Regions from separate parts of the Mus musculus genome. Here regions 1, 2 and 3 are each linked to region 4. Evidence: chromatin contacts called from public ChIA-PET, Hi-C and HiChIP or PLAC-seq data. All regions are on one chromosome and are shown on one strand. Each heading gives the region's core, a stretch centred on a gene start, on an enhancer-like site or on the middle of the called end of the contact. The rest is flanking DNA. Distances are from core to core; before and after follow the strand shown.

Region 1 (3,126 bases), core at 221-2,720, 220 kb before region 4:
TGCTTAGACTCCCTTAATAAGAGAAAAAGAAACTTTAAAAGCAGAGAAAGAAAGAAAGAAGAAACTTTATTGATGTGTGTGCATGTTCTTTACTGGGCTTGTTTAAGCCAGGCCAGGCCACATAGGCATTCAACCAAACTGTCTAGCAGACCACGGCAGGGATTAGTGCCTGTGGTTCTGGAAAGTTCTCTTCCTAGGATGCCTTCACCCACAGAGGTTCTGGGGAGGGGGCTGACAGCTGGAGGAGTCTGGAACCTGGGGTATGAGGTCTGAACACTGGATAAGAGACTAGGGATGGGGGGGCTTGGCTCCCATGGCCCCTCGAATCTTGTCCTCGCTGTGTCTACAGTGGTTTGTACCTTCACGGCGTTGGGACTTGTTGTCAAGGACTCCTGGTTCAGTTGTGTTGAGGGCAGAGGGTAGGTCGCGGGGAAGGTGGAAGTTCAGGTGAAGAGAAAGGGGTGTTGTGGGTGAGGGTGAGAACAGGCCCTTCCCCAGGGGTTTCTGAGTCATTAATCCGGGGCTCTCTGGCACTTTGTATGTGTGGAGCCTGGGGTAAGATGTTTGTTTTTCTTTAGCCTGCCCAAACTTACGCAGTCAGAATACTGGGATTTAGTATCCAACCCTTGTGTGGCCTGAAATCTGCTGGTCTAAAGGAGAAACTCTCATTTCATTCCCAAGCAGCCCAGGACTTATGGACCCCAAGGATCTGGGGTCTTAGTATGTATATTTCATGTAAATATATGTATATTTGTACATAAAATGATATTCTGTTTTTAAATAAACAGATAAAACCTTTTTTTGTCTGATTCCTGTCTTGCCCCTTGAACTGGGTAAGTCACAAGTGCTATGGACTGAGTCTCTATGTGATTCCCTCCCAGGGAAAGGGCCCAGATACAGCTAAGAAAGGAGCAAGTGGCTTTCAAAAGACATTGTAACCATTTCTGAGAGCCCTCAGGTAGGGCCGTGTGGACATAACCTCCTTTTGGGGAAGCCAGTGCCTTAGTTTCTAAAGTGGTTCTAATCTGACTGTACTGGAAACTTCCAGCAGCTGTGTGGGGTGGTCAGCCGTGTACCCTTTGACAGACAAAGAAACTGAAACTCAAAGTCACCTGGTCTGTGTCCTCATTTTCAAATGTACAGCGACTGGAGGCTCAGTGAAGTAATGTGACCTGACCAAGATGGCAGGGTCATCAAAGAATCCCCCACCCTGGGTATGTTCTTCGTGGTCCTTTCCTGCCGTGCTCACAGGCAAAGCCTCGGGTCTCTGTCCCACCTAGAGATTTCGGTCTCTAGAAATGGCAGCCACCTGCTCACACCCCAGGCACCCTTACTCCACCCCGAGATTCTGACATCACCTTCTGCTGTGACCAATGAATGGAGTCCCAGCAATGATGAGGATGTGAATGCCAGCTACCTCCCCCACCCGAGGCCTGTGGTTGCAAAGATGCTCTAACAGGAAGCGGGTTTGAGGAGCTGCACAGCTTCCTGCTCCCCCTCGAGCTGCACAGGACGAGAAGGGCTAGCGCTCAGCTTGGCCACGAGACACAGCTTCATGCCAGGGTTCTGGTAGCTTCCTCTTCCATATCTACTTCCGTGTGGCCCCAGGGGCCCCCCAGAGGCAAGCGCTGCTGTCCCTTGCCCAGGCCACCCTCCACCTCCAGTTTGGAGCCCTGCCCCCCCTGGGGCTGGGCCAAGCCCAACTACTGACTGGGATTCCATGGGGGACTGGTAGGTCAAAGGTCTTGGGGGACAGAGATCCCGGGGGGCCCTGGTCATGAAGTCTCGGCAGAAAGGAAAGAAGAAGGGCAGCTCTAAGGAACGGGTGTTTGGGTGTGACCTACGTGAGCATCTACAGCACTCGGGCCAGGAAGGTAAGGAGGTCAATTGGAACGGGGCAGCTGGGTGGCTGGATTGCCATGCAGACGCCAACCTTGTCTTCTCCGTTGGGCAGAATGAGCTCTTAGGGAACGGGCAGTGGCCCAGGATCACCACACCTGAGATCTAGGCAAAGGCAAGACAGGAAATGTGGCTCAGAGAAGAAGATGGAGAGGTGCCCTTCTGCGGTAGTTAGGGACCGGGTAGCTGAGAACTCGAGGATGGGAATGCCGAGGGAATGTGTCCCGGGGTGGGGTGGGGGATGAGATTTGGAAAATCTGGAGAGGTGGATGAATCAGATGAGAGAATGGAGACTGGGGACAGGGTGGAGGGAATGGAGGTCGGATGCCAGAAGAATGGCTGAAGGGATAGTTGGTGGAACACTAAGTGGAGATACAGGTAAGAAAGGGCCCAGCGAGTCTGAGGATAGAACTTGCGGAGGGGAGAGGAAGGCATTCTAACTGGAGAACAGCACCAAGGGACAAGGACCTAGCCCTTCTGCACCTTTGCTGGGCCACAGGAGTGGGGGCAGCAGGGAGGAGTGACACTCTTCTTTAAATTGCTTGCAAAGAAGAAACCCGTTGATGGTAGACTGCACCGGGAATGCGGGAAAAGTGAACCAGACTGCTTCAGCCCTGGTTTGAAGTGGGGAGTGGAAACTACAATAAAGAGGGGTGTGCACCCAGTCTGGAGCTCCCTCTGCAGTGGGCCTGGGAGCTCATCACTGTGTAGGACATGCAGTCACCACTCAGAACCAGGCCTTAATTTGTTCTGAAATTGATCAGTGCCGACCCGACTACACTGCCCAGCTTGTTTTCAGCACGCAGAGCAACTTAACAAAAAAAGGGGGCACAATTCTGCCCCCCTCCACTCCACCCCACCCCAATCTGTCATTTCCTCTTTGTCCCCCTTCTCTGGTTGCCTGCAGTGAAGGGAGGGTGGTGGTGGTTCCCAGCTCATTTCCTGCTCTTGGCCCCGCCCTTGTGTCCCCAGACACCTCCTTCCCCTTTTCTCCTCCATCAGAGGGCCCCAACCCTACCAGCCTCCATTAAGGGAAAGCCCAGGCCCTAAGAAATAGTTAAACAGATGAGGTAGGCTTTTCTGTGCCTTCTTCTCTGTGAGCAGGCCTGGCTCCTTTATAATTGTTCCACTCTAGACAATTAATCTTTCTTTTTTAAAGTTATTGCTCACCTTATTTAGGTATTTTGTGTACATACTGGGGAGGGGCACATTCGTTCCAGGGCAGGT
Region 2 (3,419 bases), core at 817-3,316, 180 kb after region 4:
CGTTGTCTCAATGTTCTGGAGTCTAGAAGTTCAAGATCAAGGTGTTGTCAGGTTGAACTTCTCCTAAGACCTCTCTTTGACCAGCAGATGACTTTTCTCCTCTGTGCATCCCTGTGTCTCCTTTCCCTCTTTGATACAGATACCCATCAGGTTAGATAAGGGCCACGCTCCTGACCTCATTTGAATTTAATTATCTTCATAGCAACCTGTTCCCAAATACCATTCTGGAAAGGCTCAGAACTTCAACATATGGGTTGGTAGGTGTAGTAATTAAGCCACAGTACTACAATGACATCCCAGTTTTAATTTGATTATTTTTGTAAAGCTCCCATCTTTAATTGAAGCCACATCCTAAAGACTTCCAAATATGGGTTTTAAGAGAATGCCAGTTAACTTGCAGTTCAAGTAAAGATGGAGGAGGCTCTTACCACATTCAAGTCAGACCCATGGACGCTTTGCAGTATGACCTTTCCTCCACACAGGGCTGTAAAGGAAATCACCTAAATTACTGAAAATCCACTTCTATGTATCTATCACAGTGGCTCTCAACCTTCCTAATATTAAGACCCTTTGATACAATTCCTCATGTTGTGGTGACCCCCAATCATAAAGTTATTTTTGTTGAAACTTCCTATCTGTAATTTTGCTGTTATGAGCTGTAATGTAAATATCTGTGTTTTCCAAAGGTCTTAGGAAAGACCACGTGAAGGGGTCAAGACTTACAGGCTGAGAATCACTGGTTTCTCACTTTGTAGTTGCAAATGGAAGTTGCGAATTTTTAAGGCATTGCTTTTACATTGACGAAACAGCTATTGAGGTTTTACCGTGTAGAGAATAGACTGGGGTCAGCAAGAGACAAAAGAAAAAGAAATTAGTTATAGGAGAACATTATGACAACAATCCATCCATACGTGCTGGGGCCTGGGTCAAAGCAGCAACTGTTAGTGTAACAAAGACTTCTTATGCAGTGTGCTCCAAGGGAGACCTCCGTCCTGGAATGAAACTTCAGGGTAGGCTGACGGTTCATCAGACATTGCAATCAGTAAGTCGGGAGAGTTGGTTTTGAGGACATTTTCACTTTAATGGAAGAAAACCTCAAAGTCACTCATGATACTCTAAGAACAAATATAGTGTGATATTGGCACACCCTTTTGATGTGAGGCTGAGCTGTGCATGGGTGTGTTTGTTCCTTGGGAAGAAGTTTCAATGACATTTGTCTAGGCCCACAGTCATATAATCATCCCTGATCCAGTGGCCACTTAGAAATTGTGTACATCGTCAATGTCCATTATAATACAGTCTCTTATGCCAAGGCCTACATTCCTGGGCTTTACCTTTATATGAAGCATGCAAACATGGGTTGACAGGTGTGGGACTGTGTGGGGCTTGCTGCTGTCCTTAATCAGTATGTTTTGAAAGTATTATGTCTGTGTAAGGATGATTGATTCAAAATCTTAAATATTCAGCGAGAAGGGAATGCCCCTGGAGGCCCACACTAAAAAGAAGAACTTTTTTCAAGAAATTATCAAAACACTGGCTCAGTGGAAGAAAAGGCTGACACTGGGGCTCCACAGTGTCCCCTACCCCAGTCTAGCAAAGTCTCATTTCCATAGTCGCCTAGACATTCCGTGCCCATGGTTATGTCCTCTGCAATATCAGCCCCATCAAGCAAACCTGACAATAGTGGTGAAAGGTAGAGGTGGAACACTTCGAGTCAGTTACAGCCTCATTATGTGGCCATACCTCTTACCAGGAAAGCTAAGCAGTACAGTTGTTAGCTGGGCAACTGTGTGTCCAGAGCTGACTCATTCTGCCAGGAAAGGATAGGAGAAATGATTGGTTGGTATCCTTTGCAACATTATCTAGGTGGAACAGGCTGCTGTGGAGGGTGTTTCCAGAAGGTTTGGGTTCCATATAATAACTTTCTTAGATGTTCCCAGACTTGAAATTGGTATCCTCCTCCCATCCCCCAATTCTCACTGGAAACTACCACTAAGAAGGCATCTCTTGAAGAGTGTCAACTTCTTCAAGGAGCTGTGCTCCATGCCAGAAACCTTGCTGAGAAAAACCACATGAAAGGCCGGAAAGAGATCCGGTACTCTCAGACCGTTATGTGAGCATCTCAGAGGCTCCTGGGATGAACTACATTCGTTTCTTGGGTTCTGTTTTGTTTTCTTTTTCTGTTCCTTAAATAATATGATTTAAGGACTTGAAGGGAGAGAAGCTTTTGTGTTGCTGTGACAACCAATTTTCAAAGACTAAAAGGAAAAGAAGATTGCTAGCATTTTCCTTGGAGGGAGGTGTGGCTCTGTGCAGGTTTTCTTGTTCAACTCACATCTAATACCGCAGAAGGACTACAGGGTAGAGATTCATGTAAAGTACTTGCTCCTCTAAATAGCACAGGTGTTTTCAGTCAGCCCACTTAGCTGACTCTGAGGGGTTTCTGCAGGGAGAAAGGCATCATACTTTTGGTTTAAAAAAAAAGGAAAGGAAAAAGGAAAGAAAGAAAGAAAAAGAAAGAGAGAGAGAAAGTTAGTTGAGATACTGTTTCTTTGTGAATGAAGGGCCTGTAGAGCCAAGGACTTTTATCAGATTTCTGAGAACCACCATCCTGAGAGGCCTCACTACATGAATGAGCAACAGGAGAGGGAGAGAGAGAGAGAGAGAGAGAGAGAGAGAGAGAGAGAGAGAGAGAGAGAGAGAGAGAGAGAGAGAGAGAGAGAGAGATCTTCTGGTTTGGAAATGGGAGCATAGGTCATGTGTTGTGGGTGCCTCCAAAAAGCACATTTTTCCAGATTCATGTTGTTATTACAAAGCTATGTCAGATAGGTCATTGGTACTTTCTTTGTCTCAGGGCATTCAGAAAGTAACCCAGCATGCCTTCTGAGACCTTCATGTATTTAGCACTCTGATAATTTTTAACAAAAGAATACGTGTCAGTTCTCTATGATCCATTTGTATTCAGTCATTTAAGTTCATCAAATGTATATAGAGTGTCTTCATATTCTATATCTGGTGAAATAAGAGAGTGTATTTTTTAAAAAAAGGAATAGACCCAGAGACTACCTTTAAAGATTTTTTTTTTTTTATCTAAGTGGGAGTTTGGTGACAAAGTGCATTTTACTAGATGAAAAACCATTATTTTAAAGAGACTACTACTAAAATTTCTAACTGGAAGGTTCATAGTACTTAAGACATAGGAATATAGATGTGGCCTGGATGATCTGAGAAATGGGAAGATACTGTTCATACAGAAGATGAGCAGCAGCTAAGGGAACAGGCACCTGCCTCTTATACTGGGGAGGCTGAGATAGGATGCTTGCAAGGCTACTCAGCACCTTCTAGGCCAGCCTAGCCTCAAAGAAAGAGCCCCTCTCAGCAACAATGACAAAAAGAAAGAGGAAGGAGGGAAAGAAGGA
Region 3 (3,574 bases), core at 97-2,596, 230 kb after region 4:
TTGCAGAGGCCTTACACTGCATATTTATTTTTCTTAAGCTTTTCATTTTCAGCATCAATTCAGTTTGATTTTTCTTTCATATTTCCATTTCTTTATTTAATTCCACTTTCATATCTAACAATTAGCTTCCTATATCATTATTAAACTTTTATTCATGTCTACTTTCATTTCTTTAAGCGGGCCTTCATATCTTTGAACATGTCAAGAAGTGAGAATATATTCATAATCACTCTATGGAAGTTTATGTCTAAGTCACGTCCATTAAGAGTTGCTACTCCGGGGAGTGTAGTTTAAGGAAGAGACAGGTTTGGTTACTTTTTGTTTTAAAGGTATGATTGTTTGTATGTATGTCTGTGCACCACATGTGTGCAGTGCCTTCTGAGATCAGAAGACAGTGTTTGATCCCCTGAAATGAGAGTTACAGACAGTTATAGGTGCTGAGAATCAAAACCAGGTCCTCTGAAAGTGGGAGCAGTGCTAACCACTGAGCCATCTCTCCAATACAAGTTATTTTAGTTTGTATTTGTGTGTCTGTGTCTGAGTGTCTGTGTGTGTGTCTATGTGTGTCTGTGTGTGTGTCTCTGTGTATGTCTGTGTGTGACTCTGTGTGTGGTGTGTGTGTATCTGTCGATTCATGCCTATTTGGTGTTCTGTGTACATTTCACTATTTCCCTAAATGTGGAACTATTTTTACTATGGTTTTGTGGAAAATATTTTTTACACCTTTAGCATGCAATTCAACTTCTTTTACTCCATAATTCACAAATTTGCTCTTTCCATGTTGTCCTAAGTATATCACACATTTTACACACTTATATTAAACCAGTCACTGTCTTTGACCTAATATCTCAGTCCCTTACTATGTCTTCCATCCCTGTTACTTTTTTTGTTGTGTGTGTCTGTCTGTGTATGTGTGTCTGTGTGTGTCTCTGTATACGTGTGCCTGTGTGTGTCTCTGTGTGTGTGTGCCTGTGTGTCTCTGTGTGTGTGTGGTATGTGTGTCTGTCTGTGTGTCTGTGTGTGTCTCTGGGTGTGCTGTGTCTGTGTGTGTGTGTCTGTGTGTAATATGTGATTTTAAAGTGGAGCTCTCAGCTCAGGTGTCAAGGTCAGTTTCTCTTGAGTCAATTTTCTTGTTTCCTTGAGTATTTGCAATGTTCCAGAGGGTTATGGTACAGTTGAGGTGTCATTTCTCTCTGTGCTTGGACTACTAAGGTCTGTGTCTCTAGTCCTCCTCTGAGAGCAGGGTATCATCTTCAGCACCAGTCATGACCAGGAATCGGCTCATTTACTGCTGGATGGTTTGTGGTGTCTCCCGTGTTCCTTTTCTGGTTCCACAAACCCGTCTCAGTGCTTGGAGTTCCTCTGTGACTGACCACTTCTTCCTTTTCTGTCTGATGGTGAACACCTTTCTGGACCAGCTCTGGACCAGAATCTGATGTTATGCTCTGGGAAGGGGTCCTCTGGATCTAGTTTGCCTCTGGGTCTGACTTCAGATCCATTGAGGGCTCTATCTTTGGCTTGCTATCTGGAAATGTGTGTCTGCCTTTTGGAATCTGACATACTTGCACTGAGAGTGCAGAGTGGGTCTTGGGGTGCTCAGCTTAGCTGCGCTTGTCTCACTAAGGGGTCCATGCGAGGCAGGTGTAGAGACAATTGGTGCTGATTCATGACGTGAGTGGGGGAGTTAATGTAACTAGGTGATGGTGGGTCAGTGGGAGAGATACAGCAATCTCCAGATCACAGATGCTGACTTTATAGGGCCAGTGGGCAGGAGGCAATGGATGCAAACATGGAGACACTGAACTCAAAGACTATGGCTTATTCTTGTGATTCAAAATACAATTAACCCCTTGCCTAAAAATACTAGTTCATTCTTCATATTTGTCTCAGCTACATTGTCAATTCCTTTCAGAAATCTCCCTAACTTACCCTAGCCTGGAGTAGATGCCTCCACCCTGCATTTCTTCCTGCTGCAGCATATATCACCATTTACTGAAATTTCCTGTATAATTATCAATCCCTCTATAAAGAATATAAACTCCACAAAGGGAACTCATTACTTTATAGCTACTGATCAACATCCATGATATGTCTGGCACATAGTAGGCACTTAATAAATATTTGTTGGATAATTAATAATGAATATGCACTGCTGTTGTATAATGGAAAACACTAGTAAGTAGGTTAAGAAGTAACACATCTTAATCAGCTCACACTTCCTCCCTCCAGCTCCGGAAACACCACACTGAAGTGAAAGCAGCTACCACACCAGTTATTTTTCCTCAGAAGACTGGAGTCTGACTGGACATGGCCCAGCGCCATCTGTGGATCTGGTTCCTTTGCCTACAAACCTGTGAGTTCTGAACCTTGTTAGTATTGAAGTCCTACTATGTCATAACTTTTTAGAAAATACACATGGGAGGGCAGGGACGTGTCCCTTTGATCTCGTTTCAGCAGAATTTCCTGGGCTTTCTGTTCATATTACACTCAACCTACTGAACTAGAGTGAGACCTTAAGACCCAAGCAATGTGCTTCATCACATTAAACCAGTCTTCTTTCACTTTCTGTCCCCTTTCCTACCTATGCCTTCAACTCCTGGTCCCTCCTCTTCCTATTGTCCTATGGGTTGTTGCACTGTTTATTTGGGTTAAGTTTTTGGTTTCCAGCATCATTTCAGCTTGATTTTCCTTTTGTATTTCCATCTGTTTATTCTCTTGTCTTAACTGGTATGATCTGTGTATGCCTGGGACATAGTAGGCATTTAATAAATATTTGTTAGGTAGTTAATTAATTACTTAATTAATGCTCTCACTGGAGTCACATAATGGAAATCACTAGCAAGTAGGCTAAGAACCAATGGTTCATTTTTGTTTCTTTGCCCCTATTTGTTGAAAATAGAAGATTTTTCATACCATATGTCCTAGTTAGAGTTTCCCCTCCCTAAACTCCTCCCAGTCCCTCTCCACCTTCCCCCCTTCTACATCTACTCCCTTTCTGTCTCTCATTAGAAAAGAGCTGACTTCTAAACAACAAAAAAAATGTCAAAATAAAATATAATATGATGATTTTTTTTCTAGTTCCATCCATTTGCCTGAAAATTTCATTATGTCGATTTTTTAAAGAGCCAAGTAATACTCCATGGTTTAAGTGCACCACGGAGTCTTTACTCATTCTTCTGTGAAGAGAGATCTAGATTGTTCCTAGTTTGGGGCTATAATGAACAAAGCAGCAATGAATATGGTTAAGCAAGTGTGCCTGTAGTCATAGGACACATCTTTTGGGTATGTGCCCGAGTGGTATAGATGGGTCTTGGGGTATACTGATTCTTAACTTTCTGAGGAATGGCTATATCAATTTTCAGAGTGACTTACAAATTTTCACTCCCACCAGCAACGAATGAGTGTTTCCCTTAGTCCCCATCTTTGCCAAAATTAGTTGTCACTTGTGTTATTGATCTTAGCCAATCTGACAGGTATGAAATACAATCTCAAAATAATTTTGGTTTGCATTTCTTTGATGGCTAAGGATGCTGAACATGTATTTAAGTATTTCTCAGCCACTTGCATTTTCTCT
Region 4 (3,258 bases), core at 426-2,925:
AGAGCTAGAAAAGCAAATGACATCATCTCTTTAAAAATAAGATGAATAGGACGATGCTTAGAGGAGTGGAGAGATGGCTAGGTGAGTGATAGAATAAATAAAGTCACTCCCTGGTAGAACCTAGATGCTCAGCATGGGGGGAAAGCTGTCACTAAGAGTCTAGAGAAATAACAGTTATTTCCGAGGGACTGTTCCATGCCACTGTGCTAAGCATGACTCTCTCACTGTTTTCAAGCTTGAAAATGTCTTTATCAGCCTACCTTCCATCATCTAGGAGATCCCAGACTGTCTTTGGCTTAGTCATGTCAAGCTTGGGGTTGGGCAGAGATGGTATCATTTGTTTTGCTTTGTTTTGGTTTTAAGTACAGTCCATATTTCTGATAAATATTGTTATCAAAGCTTTTAAGAGCTCAGGTGTTTGGTCAACACAACTCATTTTCCTATGAAGACTCTGCGGTATCTGTTGCATGACCCCAGTCTAGATCCCCCGATTCCAGGGCTCCTGAGGCTTTGTAGAGTACTCTAGGAATTTAGATCAAATCAGACAAGATCTGAATCCTGGCTACTTCAAGAATTCTGGGTGCAAAAATTATAAGATAAAAAGAAGACAAAGAAGTGTAGCTGTAGGGCTGGAGAGATGGCTCGGTGGTTAAGAGCACTGCTGTTCCAGAGGTCCTGAGTTCAATTCCCAGCAACCACATGGTGGCTCACAACCATCTGTAACGGGTTTTGATGCCCTCTTCTGGTGTGTCTGAAGAGAGCAATGGTGGTGTAGTCATATCATAAAATAAATAAATAAATCTTAAAAAAAAAAGAAGTGTAGCTGTAGCCTAAAGGGAAAGGAAGAGAAGAAGGAGAAGGAGAAGGAGGAGAAGGAGGAGGAGAAGGAGGAGGAGGAGGAGGAGGAGGAGGAGGAGGAGGAGGAGGAGGAGGAGGAGGAGGAGGAGTCACGTTGTCTAGGGTCACCTGGGCATATGAAGCTTCTATGGTCCAGGGGATACAAGAATTAAGACAGGAAGTAGAAAGAAAATCTAACAGTGTTTGTGCCCCCGGAGGCTGCAAGGTGGCTTGTCATCAGAAGGGTTTGCTCTGATTGCTCTGTGAATTTGTATACATTACACAGAAAACAAACCGGAGACAGTGAGTATGAAGGAAACATGGTTTGAGACTGGGCTAGAATATTACCTCCTCATGGTGATTCAATGTGTTTGTTCTCTCTCTCTCTCTCTCTCTCTCTCTCTCTCTCTCTCTCTCTCTCTCTCTCTCTCTCTCTCTCTCTCACACACACACACACACACACACACACACACACTGCATACATACTCTTACATATGTACAGTTCTCAAAATAAAGTATAGTTGCAGAGTACTTACCTAAGGAAGGTAATTTCCTGATTTTACCACAAGAATCTATCTTCCGGGCAGAAGCCCAACCTCAGAGACCGCGTGTAGCAAGCAGAACTTACCCATGAGTAGGAAGAGGAGAGGAATCCAAAGAATGGGAGAAAATATCTGCTGCTGACTCATTCTTGGATTTTCAGAGAGTGGACCTAGAGCCCAGTCACACCAATATCTCTTTAGATCCGCCATGATGGTGTACTTCCAGATTTCAAATTAAAGGAGATGCACTTACCACAACTTCCTGAAGTATGTGAGTGCACGCGCATGCGTGGTTTGTGGTGCACGGTTTGTGGCGTGTGTGTGTGTGAGTGTGTGCATGTGTGCATGTGTGTCCCAGGAAGAGCTGTTTATATTGAGCACGACAGACTCCTGCATCTGCTCAGACTGAGGGAGAGGTCCCAAGCACATCCAGATCCTGCAAGGAAATTGTAAACCAGTGCTGGGCTTCACTTGTTTCAGTATCAAAGATGAGCTCTAACCATGAATCTAAAGATGTCTACTAAGTATCCTCACTTCTGGACATTACTGTCCTCTTCTTGGATTCAGGCTGAGATTAGTGGCTTCTTATAGTGAATAGATGTGACAGAGCTAGTGATATGTCACTTCTGAATACAGGACAAGAGAAAGGCTGTGGCTTCCATCTCTTTCTTTCCCATTTCCAATTCCCCCATTTTCTTCTCTCCTTCCTCTAATTCATGTCATGTGTGTGTGTGTGTGTGTGTGTGTGTGTATGTATATGATATATATATATATATAATGTAGGTTCTACATAGGAAAGAAATTATGAATATCTTTCTGAACCTGGAATATTTCCCTCAATATAATGATCTCTAGTTCTGTTGATTTTCTTGAATGTCTCATTTTCTTTATAATTGAAGAAAAATGCTGTTTTGTTCGTATACGTCATTTTTCCTCTATTGATGAACATCTAGGCTGAGTCCCTAAGTTGGTTATTGTTAATAGTGCCTCAAGAAATGTGGCTGAATATCTCTGCCCTATGCACAGGGATTTTGATTTATGATGCAGAAAAGAATTTCAGGACAAGTCAGTCAGAAGCAAAGTTAGTTTAAATGAGAAAAGAATGTGCACTCTAAGAGAGATGGAATCCAGGGTGATGTGTACCTCAGTACCTTGGCAGTAACTATACATATCTGATTTTGTGGATTTTGGAGTTACATTGTTTGAACCATACAGGCTATACATGGGGTTAAAGAGTAAGTAAAAATATTCTGGTATGCATATTTTATATAAAACATTTTCCTTTTGTAGATGAGATTATGAGGTGGTGTGTAACTTTCATTGTGTCGGTTTCCAGATAAGAAAGGAATATTGACAAGATAAGAACATAGACCACAAGACTCAAGGGAATTCCCTCTGTGTGTGGGTGGCACAGAGGTCAACATTGTATTTTGACTGTAAGCATGATTCATTAATTGTCTTAAGAATCTTGGTTGTGGTATTTTCTCAGAAAGGGGAACATAAATCCTTTGCAGGCCATCTTACAAGTGGCTTCATGAGCTGTGTTGAGATTTTTGACTCTTAGCCTGTATGAGATGGGTGAGATGACTTATACCCAGTGAAGTCACCCTTTCTTGAGTTTTCCAATCAAACAACAGAGATTTCGTAAATCAATCAATTGATCAATGTCCAATGGAGAAATCAGCTTACTGGGTACATCTGGCTTGATCCAGCTTTAACTTCCCTCCACCATTATTCCACACCAGCAGTGCCTATTGCTCTAGATGTTCCTTGAATCCGTGAAAAGGCTCCAGGAAGTTCTTTTGGGGGGTAGTGTTCCTTCTCTATGGCTCACACTGGGGATTTTCCCCTGGTTAGGTCTAAGACAGCCATGGGTAGG

Evidence for each region. A called contact is a pair of places that touch in the nucleus more often than the background predicts. ChIA-PET counts read pairs in DNA pulled down with a chosen protein or histone mark. HiChIP or PLAC-seq counts read pairs in DNA pulled down with a chosen protein or histone mark.
Region 1: an RNA polymerase II ChIA-PET map of memory CD8 T cells shows a contact between it and region 4, with 175 read pairs. The contact joins the promoter of Arhgap30 here to the promoter of Ly9 in region 4. A contact is called at or near these places in 3 of 39 promoter capture datasets (hematopoietic stem and progenitor cells and liver), 3 of 484 Hi-C or Micro-C datasets (CD8 T cells, embryonic stem cells and regulatory T cells), 5 of 115 datasets of contacts at active chromatin or transcription factors (bone marrow-derived dendritic cells, effector CD8 T cells, large pre-B cells and 2 more) and 1 of 9 other capture datasets (liver).
Region 2: a Hi-C map of Th1 cells shows a contact between it and region 4, with 2.0 times the contacts expected there. The contact joins the enhancer-like site here to the promoter of Ly9 in region 4. A contact is called at or near these places in 2 of 39 promoter capture datasets (embryonic stem cells and stem cell-derived epiblast-like cells), 4 of 484 Hi-C or Micro-C datasets (CD4 T cells, Th1 cells, nephron progenitors and 1 more), 1 of 115 datasets of contacts at active chromatin or transcription factors (effector CD8 T cells) and 1 of 9 other capture datasets (embryonic stem cells).
Region 3: an H3K27ac HiChIP or PLAC-seq map of microglia shows a contact between it and region 4, with 7 times the contacts expected there. The contact joins the promoter of Cd84 here to the promoter of Ly9 in region 4. A contact is called at or near these places in 7 of 39 promoter capture datasets (the HPC-7 cell line, embryonic stem cells, erythroid cells and 4 more), 5 of 115 datasets of contacts at active chromatin or transcription factors (bone marrow-derived macrophages, double positive thymocytes, effector CD8 T cells and 2 more) and 3 of 9 other capture datasets (adipose tissue, liver and pancreatic islet).

What each region holds. Positions count from the first base shown.
Region 1 is chr1:171,387,490-171,390,615 of GRCm38.p6, forward strand. It overlaps Arhgap30 (Rho GTPase activating protein 30), which reads left to right and starts at 1,471. Exons shown (of 12, transcript NM_001005508.2): 1 at 1,471-1,874. The coding sequence starts at 1,778. It overlaps Nectin4 (nectin cell adhesion molecule 4), which reads left to right. Exons shown (of 9, transcript NM_027893.3): 9 at 1-798.
Region 2 is chr1:171,780,640-171,784,058 of GRCm38.p6, forward strand. The region is part of intron 3 of Slamf1 (signaling lymphocytic activation molecule family member 1); the gene reads left to right. Among named protein-coding and RNA genes, the nearest start is that of Slamf1, 15 kb to the left of the region's middle. Within about 2 kb of position 2,067, at least 32 of the 459 cell types and tissues checked have an H3K27ac peak or open chromatin away from gene starts, as enhancers often do. A contact at or near this core is called in Th1 cells, effector CD8 T cells and regulatory T cells, where this site is marked.
Region 3 is chr1:171,838,351-171,841,924 of GRCm38.p6, forward strand. Cd84 (CD84 antigen) reads left to right here and starts at 1,347. Exons shown (of 9, transcript NM_013489.3): 1 at 1,347-1,448; 2 at 2,230-2,353. The coding sequence starts at 2,308.
Region 4 is chr1:171,605,735-171,608,992 of GRCm38.p6, forward strand. It overlaps Ly9 (lymphocyte antigen 9), which reads right to left and starts at 1,676. Exons shown (of 10, transcript NM_008534.3): 1 at 1,466-1,676. The coding sequence starts at 1,589.